Regions from separate parts of the Mus musculus genome. Here all the other regions are linked to region 1. Evidence: chromatin contacts called from public targeted proximity ligation data. All regions are on one chromosome and are shown on one strand. The core of a region is the stretch at or near the end of the contact, and the rest is flanking DNA. Distances in the headings are between cores, read along the strand shown.

What was found.
Region 2: a targeted proximity ligation map of embryonic stem cells shows a contact between it and region 1, with 3 times the contacts expected there. A contact is called at or near these places in 8 of 39 promoter capture datasets (the 3T3-L1 cell line, 3T3-L1-derived adipocytes, the C10 cell line and 4 more), 11 of 130 datasets of targeted methods (embryonic forebrain, embryonic midbrain, embryonic stem cells and 4 more) and 1 of 9 other capture datasets (adipose tissue).
Region 3: a contact with region 1 is called in a targeted proximity ligation map of forebrain, with 7 times the contacts expected there. A contact is called at or near these places in 12 of 39 promoter capture datasets (the 3T3-L1 cell line, the C10 cell line, Sertoli cells and 6 more), 1 of 484 Hi-C or Micro-C datasets (the STO cell line) and 23 of 130 datasets of targeted methods (the 230-238 cell line, the NIH/3T3 cell line, bone marrow-derived macrophages and 14 more).

What each region holds. Positions count from the first base shown.
Region 1 is chr19:6,949,636-6,953,192 of GRCm38.p6, reverse strand. It overlaps Bad (BCL2-associated agonist of cell death), which reads right to left. Exons shown (of 4, transcript NM_001285453.1): 3 at 2,363-2,553; 4 at 1,288-1,794. The coding sequence ends at 1,669. Among named protein-coding and RNA genes, the nearest start is that of Bad, 8.9 kb to the right of the region's middle.
Region 2 is chr19:6,528,117-6,531,607 of GRCm38.p6, reverse strand. It overlaps Nrxn2 (neurexin II), which reads right to left. Exons shown (of 23, transcript NM_001205234.2): 23 at 1-340. Among named protein-coding and RNA genes, the nearest start is that of Slc22a12, 13 kb to the left of the region's middle.
Region 3 is chr19:6,499,892-6,503,555 of GRCm38.p6, reverse strand. The region is part of intron 17 of Nrxn2 (neurexin II); the gene reads right to left. Among named protein-coding and RNA genes, the nearest start is that of Gm52381, 4.5 kb to the right of the region's middle.

The DNA of each region.
Region 1 (3,557 bases), core at 348-2,847:
ATCCCTATGAGGGAGATGTTTTGCCTGTTTTACAGATATGGAAACAGGCCCCGAATGGAAGATGCATTTACTGGGCCATAGCTAAGTGGAGACCTGCTGGAAGGCAGGATGGCCTGCGTGTTAGCTCTGTGCTATATGGCCTTCACCAGCCGGAGGACATGCTCTGAGCCTGGGACCAGCCAGGAACACCAGAGACCCTGTGGCAAGAGAATGGGCCAAGCTCTGCAGCTGGGGCAGGCTGGCACTCCTTCAAGGCCTCTCCTAGCTTCCTGGCCGGTGGGGGACTGGCTGCTCCCCCCTCGGAGGAAGGCAGCCTCTTATCTGGGCTTATCTCCTGCCAATGAAGTGTTTGCTTTGCTTTGTTTTTGTTGCAGCCCCAGGCAAACAGATCGGGTAGGAAAGCCAGAGAAACTGGGTGGCCTGGGTTGGGCTTCCCAGGGCTAAGGCCTCAGCTCTCCCTGAGATTCCTGCCATTGCCCAAGTCACCTTCCTCAGCTGTCAGTCAGTCCGTGTCAAGTTTCCAGATCTGCCACTTTTCCGGATCCCATGTCCTATATCGCTGACTGGCTGACCTCCATTTTCCCAAACACTCCATGTGGGTTGGGCCCTCAAAAAACAAACTAAGTCCCAAGATCCTGGTGTGTCCATCTGCAGAGAGTGTCAGTTCCAGACATAGCCTCACCTTCAAGTCTGACCTACTCCTTGAGGCCCTGTTGTGGGGCCACCCCCTCCCATGTTCCGGGAAGCAAAGAGTTGTGGCGCAACTTATCTGCATATCCAGCGCAAAGCACTAGCCTGGGCTATGGGGCGCCAATAAATCTCTGAACGGAGCTCTGGGCCCTGCTCCAGGTCCCTGTGAGAAGCTTCTACGTTCCCTAGCGATCAGTCTGCCGCCCCGCGCCGCCCCGCCCCACGTGTCTTGCCAGGTCCCTGAGCTGCGCTGGCCCCAGGCCGGTCAAACAGTAGCTGCTCACAAGGACTGACCCAAATAGGAGCAAATGACCCCCCTCCCGCCTGCCCCCCGGGAGCCGCGACATGGTTTGCAGAACGCTAAATTCCGGCGGCCGGTTGGACTGCGGCTCCCAATTACCATATTAGAGATAAGGGGCTGGCAGTCCCAAGGGTCTAGCCACGCTCCTCTTCCCCACCCAAGCCAAGCAGCCCGACTCCGCGGGTTGCCTCTTCTTCCTCTCAGTCCTTAGAGCTTGTTTCTTCCTCCGGTAAAACGAGTCTCTCTTAAAACTATCAGGGATAGAGATCCGGATTGCGGAACCCCAAACGAAGGATAGAGGCGCGGCGGCACATGCGCAGGCTTTATTATAAAGCACGTTTCTCGCGACCTCGGGTCCCCAGTTATGACAGGACAGCACCCAGACCCCCAACTTAGCACAGGCACCCGAGGGCAGTCCAGAACAGGAGAGGGAAAACAGCCACTTCCGGAGGCTTAGGGGGTGGGGTGCGTGGAAAACTTTGAAACTCCAAACAGGAGCCACCCCTCCGTGGCTATTGCACGCACCGGAAGGGACTCAAGCTGTACGTCAGCTCTTCTCCCTGTTAAAGGGACACAGCGATCCTCTTTTTTTTTCCTAAGGCCTCGAAAGACTTCCGCCCACACCCAATATGGCGGGCGACGGGAGCGGGTAGAGTTCCGGGATGTGGAGCAGAAGATCACTGGGAGGGGGTGGAGCCTCCTTTGCCCAAGTTTCGATCCCACCAGGACTGGATAATGCGCGTCCAGCCGGCGCTTTGTCGCATCTGTGTTGCAGTGCCTGCGCTCTTTGGGCGAGGAAGTCCCTTCAGGGAAGGAGGAGGAAAGAGTGAGCCTCATTCTGGCATCCCGAATCAGGTCCCCACCACCAGCTTGCTCTGCACTGGGCGGTCAGAGACACGGGATGATGCGTGTGCCGGGATCCTAAATGAAACTGCACAGCCAGAGATCTAGTGTTTAGAGGATGGGGAAGAACTCAACAATTTAAAGTAGCTTAAGAAGTTGGGGAGAGGCTCAGATGCCAGCAAGCCTCGTACTCTATGAACCTGGCGGTTCAGAAACTTTGGTGTGAAGTTGGTCTGTACTACAGATTTCGGTTCTCATAGCGGTCCGGCTGTAAGAGCTCTCGATTACAGGTGAAGGCATAAACCGGGACTGGGGACGGGGTCTTGGACAAAGGAGGAAGAGGGAGGAAATCCCAGCAAATCACTGGACACTGAGAGAGGACGGATTAGAACTGCAAGTCCCAGCATGCTCTACAACACAAAAGGGAAAATTGGTGGCTCTGAAACTAGAAATCCCGACATGCCCTAGATCAAAGGAGGGGTAGCAGCTGAGGGTTCAGGTCCCATCGCACCTAACGCTGGCGCTCACCTTGAAGGAACCCTCAAACTCATCGCTCATCCTTCGGAGCTCACGGCCGTAGCGCTGCGCTGCCCAGAGATTGGGGGGAGCCGAACGCGAGCGTCCTCGAAAAGGGCTAAGCTCCTCCTCCATCCCTTCATCCTCCTCGGTCCCCGCTGGGTACGAACTGTGGCGACTCCGAGTCTCCATAGCCCCTGCGCCTGCAGAGGTCAGGGAGTGGAAGAGGTGTGACTCTCTGGCCTGTTATCTGTTCCACAGCCTTAGTCCCTCCTTTGTGAATGCAGAGAACTCGGAGGGCTTTTGTGAGAAATCGGTTAACTTCCACAAATCCTAGTACAGTGCATGTAATGAAGTCTTTAGTGTACAAAAAGTTTACAGTGTCTTTCATAAAATACGGACATAAGCTATAACTATCACATGGTCTCATAGCAACCCTTACATAGAGAGGTGTCTTGCTGTGTCTTTGCAGGGGTCTTGGAAAACAATGGTCTGCGTCCCCTATTGTGCCTTCCTTGTGAGACAGTGTCAAGAACTGTCATCACTCATCCGTTTTATTTTTCTGAGACTGGAGTATGTACGTGCTAAAGTATCCTCCCCACCACCTGGTTCAACAGACACAGCATGGTGGCTTGAGCTGGGTGTGGTGGTTTATATTTATAATCCCAGAACTGGTGAGGTCCAAACCAGAGGTTTAAGGTCAGCCTAGACTACAGGAGAACTTGTCTTTTGCCTCACAAAAAAAAGTGTGGGGTGGGATGGGGGACACTGACCTACGAAGACACATGCACACAATAGCTACACAGGTGGTCAGAGAGGTCACATTTCCTCAGGTTAACATGGTTGTTAAAGGCCTGAGGCCCGAAGTCCCTGGGTTTGGAACCCAGAGCCTATCAGGCTGTGCAGCTCTTGCCTTGCCCAGCCACCCTTCACTTTTACTGAGGTTCTCTTCATGAAGGGACAGTCTCACCTCGCCTACATACTAACGCACCCCACCTGTGTGAAGGTCGCATCGGTGTGTAGACATGTCCTGTGAGCAGCAAGAGCATTGTGGGTGATCTCCTCTGGTCTGGGTATTATGTGCCATCCTGACGTCTGCCATCTGTACCCCTCTGTCCAGACCAGTGAAGACCCAGAACCACTCCTAGGGGCAGAGTCCAGAGCTAAGCACAGCCTGCTGCCCACACCCAGGTATCTGCAGGCTTGG
Region 2 (3,491 bases), core at 543-3,042, 420 kb after region 1:
TTGCGGGGCGACAGGAGGGTGGTGCGGTCCGTGACCAAGGGGAAAGTAGTGTAAAAGTCCTCGTCGTCCGTGGGGGGGAGGCTGGAGTCAAAGACCTCCCCGGAGGCGAAGCCCGAGGCTTCCACGGGCTCCTCGCAGTCGCTGTCGTCGCGCTCGGCCTGACACGGGCCCCCCGAGGACGGGCGGCGCGCGGCGGGCGGAGGCAGGGTGTCTTGGGTGGCACCCACGCCCGTGAGAAAGGGGTAGAAGGTGGGGGGTGGGGGCACGAAGGGGGATCGGGTGGCCACGGGAGGAGGGTCTAAGGAGTCCTCCGTGATAATGGGCAATATTAACTCTCCTCCTAGGAAAAGAAAGAGAAGAGAGAAGAGAGGGCGTCAGCGAGGGCCAGGGCGCGGGCGGCCGGCACAGAGAGAGAAACAACAGCCTCACACCCAAATCGGTTCAATTGGCTTTGGCGGAGACTACGCGGGCCGGGCCCGCCCGCCAGCCGGCCAGCGCCTGCGCTTTAAGCGGGCTGCGGCTCGGATGCCCTGGGCACCCCACGCGCGGGCTCTGTGACTTTGGGTTTTGGTCTTTTTGTTTCGTCTTAAGAAACCAAACGGAACAGAAAGGAAAGGAAATTGAAAAGAAACGGAATTTTTTTTTTTTCTACTGGTTTAAGGCTTTAAAAACATACAACAGCAGCATTTAAACAAACCTAACAACAATATCTTTTAGGGTTTTTTTTATATATATTTCTTTTTGCTTTTTTTTTTTTTTGCTTTTGTTTTTAAAAAAGAAGATAGCATACCACGGAATTCAGGCAACTTACATCAACAAATAGGCCGTGTGATTTTAGCATGAAGAAAAAAATTACAAACAGAGCTGTGTAAGCGGGTTCTCCCGAAAAAAAATAAGAAAAAACAACTTTTCCGTACAACGTTTTCTGTCTATCTGTTTGGCATCTCCCTCCCTGGACAGCCTGCTTCCTCCAGAAAGATCTCTCTCCTCCCTCTCTCTTCCCCCTCATTGAACACGAGACTGAAATTTACACAGTGCGTGTGCGGGTTAGGTCTGGGGAGTGGCACCATTCAGTGACATCGTGGGAACAGGAAGGGTCAGTGGAGAGGCCATGGAAAGGAGAGACGATGGCTGGCGTGTCTATGTGAGTGTGAACTCGGGGGTGGGGGTGGGGTTGGGGAGGCTGGCCGTGGAAAGGACCTGGGGCTAATTTCAGAGGGCCATGGGAGGAAACTTTAACCGGGAATGCTTGTGTGGAACAGTGGGCAGGGAGGATCAGACACACTGGAGCTGGGTTTGTCCCTTAGGATTCTGGGAGGTGGTGAAAAGTTCAGAAGATGCATGGAGGTAGGGAGGATTGGGAATGAGGGAGGGAGGACGGAGAGTGAGTGAGGGCGGAGGTCATATGATTACTGAGCTAAACCTAACTCTCCACTTTCTTCACCCTCCACCTCTGACCCCCACTGACTTCCCCCCACCCCCTCCCCAGAACCCCCATGGACCGCCAGAACCTGGCCAGGTTATGACTGCTTCTGGCCCTCTTATTATTGTTCAAACAATAATAAAACAACGGAAAGAAGGAGAAAGCAAAAAAAGAAAAGAAAACACATACACAGCCATCTGGGAGGGACGCGCTAGCTAAAACAGGGCCCAGGATAACTAATTGGGAAGGCGTGTGATAGGGAGAGGGTATTGTCTTCTCTTTTAGTCTAATAACTCAAGTACCCTGGGGCAGAAACTGCAATTCCCATCAGCTTCCTGTGGGCGGGAACTACAGGTCCCATTAGGCCTTCAGGGGGCATGAACTACACCTCCCATCTATCTGTGGGTCAACAACTACAACTCCCATCAGCCTCCTGGGCCTCTTCACTAAGCAAAGCTCTGCAAGCCTCTGACCTCCGGTAGATAGAAGCTGAATAAGCAGCTCTAGGCTGGAAGGAGGGCTCAAACTCTGGCTTTGGAGGTTGCCTCTGGTCCTTTTGGCTATGGAGTTGAAAATTTCCTCTCCGGCTCTACCTCCAGCTCAGTCTACGCCCAATCCCTACCTGAGCACTTCTCTTGGTTGTCCGCACCCACAGTCTTTCCACCCCTCTCTCTTAATCATCCCAGGGCTTCCTTTAGCAGATCCAGCAGCCAGGCCAAGTCTCACATCCAGAGCCTTCTCTGCTCTGCCTACCCCCGCCTTCTTGGGGGCTTAACTTCTCACACACCTCTTGAGCCTTTCCTCCAGCAGCTCCATCCATCTCACGGAGGCCACAGCAGACCCTTGCCACTGAAGGAGGAGGGACCTTACCAAGCGTCTCAGGCGTACTTCCCCTCAGGTTCCCTTACGCCGTGAAGTTTACAGCCTAAGAGTGCCTAGCCCTCCACAGACTTAGCCATGTGAAATGCTGACCCAAGAGCGGATTGCCCAGTTCCACTGATGGAAATCAAGACCTCATGGATGCCGGGCAAAGCACTCCAGCTCTCCCACTAATACATCCCAACCCTCGACCCCAGCTTCTAGGAGATGAGGATACTGGGGCCTAGAGAGGGCAGGACTTCCAAGAGAGGTGAATAAATGAACTGGCCAGTCCCTTCGGTGGCTCCCCGAAGCCAGGAAAGGGGTCAGGAATGTCTGGGCCACCACTCTCATGCCTCTAGGAGGCTGGCAGGCTGCTCACTCACCTGAGAAGCCAACCTGGAGGCTCCAGGTGTATCAACTGAATTGCTGTGTGACTACAGACATGTGCACCTCTATAAATCTAGAATGTTGCCATGCATGGTGGCACATGCTTGTGATTCCAGCACTCAGGAGGTGGAGGCAGGAAGATCGTTTCAAAGATCTTCAACTACATAGCAAGTTCTGGCCAGCTTAGGGTATGTGAGGCTCTGTCTCAAATAACCAAAATAAATAAACTAAGGAAGTGAGCCTCAGGCCCCGTTGCGCCTGGCAACGCTTCATTCCCATCCACTGGCCCGGCCTGGCTCGCACCCTCTGCCAGCTCTGCCTTCCACCTTTTCCATCACAGACCGAGCCACTACTGAGAACTCCAGCGTCAAAGCCTAACCTAACCTGGCTTATGATCTGCAATCAGCTGGCCATCACCGGAGACCCATGCTAGGGACATGTCCTCCCTAAAGTGCCTGTCCTCAGACTGACCAAAGCCTGGCCGGGTGGCCTCTCCAGTCTACGTGGTAACACGGTGCTTTTTCTACTCCCACGCTCCTCCCATTTCCAATGTCCTCATCCCTGCGCAGTGCAAACCGCACAGGAAAGCTTGGGGCCCGTCCAATAGTAACAGCGTGGGCCTAATCATAGCAGGAGCTCCTTCCCTATGACTGCTGAGCTCATCTAGGTCCTCTCTGCCCATCCACACTACCTCTTGTCTCCTGACCTTTGCCCTCTATTCCGAACAGGCTCCCTGTGGCTAGCCCACACACACTCAGGATCCAGCCAATAATACCTCATCTTCCGGACTGACCCCAGAAGATGCCCTCTGCTCCTGGTG
Region 3 (3,664 bases), core at 151-2,650, 450 kb after region 1:
GGGGGCTTCAGTCTGGCATCAGAACTGGTGAGACTAGAGCAAGAGAAGGCACTGGTCCCCTGCTCTTCCCTGAGCTTCTTCCTTGTCTCCTACCCTCCTGACAGAGTAAGAATGGGGAGGGACCTCAGGGGCAGGGCAGACATGGAGAAACCACGTGGATGTCTAAAATTGTCATCTTTTTGCAGCCTGTAGTTTGGAAAGCACCCCAGCAGACGGGGGGGAGAGCAGCTTTGGCCCTGCAGGCTCAGGTGTGCCTTCTACCTTAGACCCTAGAGGTACAGTGAGGAAGGCTGGGCCTTCGGGTCCCAGTGAGAGGTACACAGAGAGCATCACCTCCATACTCACTGCAGGCTACCTGACTGCCTAGTAAGGGCTGGGCCTGGAGAGCAGAGCCAAGTGGCTATGCCTCAGCCAGTACAGTCTCTCAGCTCCCAACACTGCAGCACTCCAGAAAATCGGCTGTTTCCATGACAACCATAATACCCAGGGTCCTCCCTCTCCCTTTCACTCACAAGCTGCACGTTGAATTTGGGAGATTGGGTTTGGGGAGCAGAGATGTTGACCTTCCTCTACACACTCCCTGACCCCCGGGTTCCAGGGCCTCCCCGGGAGAGGGCTATTTCATCAGGCTGTTTGGTCCTTTAACACCAGGGAAGGAAACTCCATCTACATGGAGTCTGGTCCCAAATCTGCCAGGTCTAAAAAGGAGGCCCTTCCTGCCGGCTTTCCTGCTGGAAGCCATCAGCACGCTCATCACCATGGACAGCGCCATTCCTGCTTCTATAGCACCGGAACAGCAGCAAGCCAGGTGCCGGGTTAGACAGGAAAGCCGGAGAGATCTGAGATGTGTGCCAACAACCCAAGTCCCAGCCCTTACAAGGAGACCCAGCTCCAAGTGACGCACACCTAGACCCCACACCCACGCGCGGGTCGCGAGGCACCCAACTGCACACAAAGCCCCAGACCGGAGAGGCAGACCCCGCCACAGGAGTCGAGGCAGCCAGGGAAACATGGCGGTAAACGCACAAAGACAGGCCTCCGCGGGCGGCCAAGGGCAGGGGCCGGCGAGGTACAAATGGGCGCCCGCGCCCCAGCCCTCCCGCTTCCCAGCCCCGGCCTCCCCCAGGATTTATGATCCAGCTGTTCTCACACTGCAGCCAGTTTACTGTGCTGGGCGGACCTGTTAAAGCCGAAGGGCATTTATTATACTGTGGGGGGGAACCAGGGTGGAGAGACACTTCTTGGGCAGAAGAGGGAAAGGATGAATGGTTTATTGGGCTGGGGCTGCAGTAATTACCCCAGGGAGACATTTCTCTCCCCAGCACCACTGCTCCCGCACGGGCGGGGACAGAGGGCTTGGTTTACGAGGAGGTCGGGTGCTGGAGGCGGAGCTTCTGCCAAGCCCCGCCCCTCCGGCCACGCTCCGGAGGCGCTTCCCACAGCTCTGCCAGGCAAGCAAACTCTCTAGCCCTCCCAGAAGAAGGCATGCCAGCCTTGGTGCCCAGGATAACACTCCACATCTGTAACTTGACAGCATCCAGAAAGGTTTTGAGAAGCAAAGGGGACTAAAGCAGGCTCCAGTGTTGCCCAAGACTGGTATAGACCAATTGTTCTTTTCCACACTGGTAAATTGGGAGCTGACTATGCATAGCATGCTGGCCAGACCCACACCGCTGGAAGCCCATGGCAAGAGTTTCTAATCAGACATAAGATGTCACCTTCTGCACACATTCAACAGTCACCTCAATGCTTCCTAGACCCAGAAATTCACAGAGCCATAAAACACTAGATATGATCATATAGTCAACACATGCATGCACACACACACACATCCCTACATTCTAGAAAGAAAACAACTAACCATCAACAATGTTTCAGGAACCCAGACTCACAGCATTTACTCCATTTAAAAACTGCCCGTGCAGTCATGCCCCGGGGGCTCAAAGCACACATGCGGCTCTGTGTGCCAGTGCCCCAGGAACATCAGAAGCCAGCACAGAAGCTTTCTGGGAGATCTAGAGCGGTCAAGGGATAAGGCCTCTGCATTATCCAGAAAAGCCCGGGTCTTAGGTGCTTTCTGTTATCAACAAATCTTCCCAGGAGAACACCACAGCCAGGGGGTGGGGCTTCTGCACAGGCCCTGACAGCTAAACTCTCTCTTCATCTACATACCTCAGCTCTTAGCTTCATCCTGGCCATACACCATTCAGTCAGGAATCTAAGTTATATACTCATCCACAGAACCAAACTACATGATAGCCCTCTTCTGCTGGAAGCTGCTGAACTGAGTGGGAGTTGGTCTGCCTTCGTGGGCTCTCGGGAGGACTAGAAAAGAGCTCATCAAAGATTCAGAGACCAGTACTGGGATGAAGGGGTCCATGACCAGAAAGACCAGAAAGGTGTCATCTCCTCTGTCCATTTTAGGTCCCAGGTGTGTTGGTCACCCCATACCCTACAGTGACATCAGGTACAGAAATGTCAGGTGGGAAGGGACATTATGTAATGGGAGGGCTTGGGGGATGGGAGGGAGAGTGGGAAAGCTGTGAGCAGGGAAGAAGGCAAGGAGACTCAGTAGAGAAGCAGAGAAGCAGGTGTCCATGCAGAGAGAGAGAGAGAGAGAGAGAGAGAGAGAGAGAGAGAGAGAGAGAGAGAAAGAGAAAGTGCACTGCCCTCACACTAGGGAGCCTTGGAGCAGGAGGAAAGCTGGCTGGCCTCCAGCCCAGGGAGGCGTCCCAGGGGAGGCCAGTTCTCTCATCTCCCCATAGCTGAGGTGAGCAGAGAGGGGTTCAGTCATGAGAAACTGCTTTCTCCTCTTGTAGATTTCCTTAGTCCCCTCCTTCCCCCTGAATCCTTTTCAGCCTCTCCACCACTTCATCAGTGTCCCGAGCTGCCCTCCCCCTCATCCTTACCTCCTTCTACCCTGGGAAGACACCCCACACACACAGGCAATGCTCATGCCAACATGTTATAGTTGTTGGCCCCATTCTCTTGACCGTGTCTCGGAGCATCAGGGGCGGTGACAAGACCTTTCTGGGAGATCTAACACTGTAGAGAAATAAAGCACCCTGCACAGTCCAGGAAAGCCTGGATTCCTGTTCCCTCTGCCTGACTCCTGCCCCTGCCAGCTCCTGGGCTCTCCTCTCCACCTGCCCATCATCTCTGAGCCAGCACCTTGCCGTCTCTTTCATGTCTGCCCCTCTTTCCCCACAGGGCTCCCCTCCAGTGCACCTGGACCCCTTTCCTAATACCTAGCACCATTGCCTAGAATGTTCTGTCTGAGTATCTGAGGAGAGCCAGAAGAGAACAGCAAGGAGGCAGGGGTAAGGGAAGGGCATGAGAGACCCTGAAGAGGCAGAGCTGGGGTGAGGATGTGGGAAAGGAGAAGTGGAGAGTGCTGCCTGTGGTAGGGATGGTAGCTGAGATGGCAGAGAGGGAACAGAGGGACCTGAAGAGACTGCTCCTGGGGAATGGAGGAAACAAAGTAGTGGCATATGGGGGGCAGGGAGGGACAGGGACAGAAAGACCGGATATGACATGGGGTGTGGAGATCAGGGGGCTTCTTGCAGACACAGAACAGTCATGGGAAAACCAAGAGTGTGGAAATGGGAGGCACTGAGGGGAATGGACGGGACACAATAGCATGGTTGTAGACAGTGATGGAGGA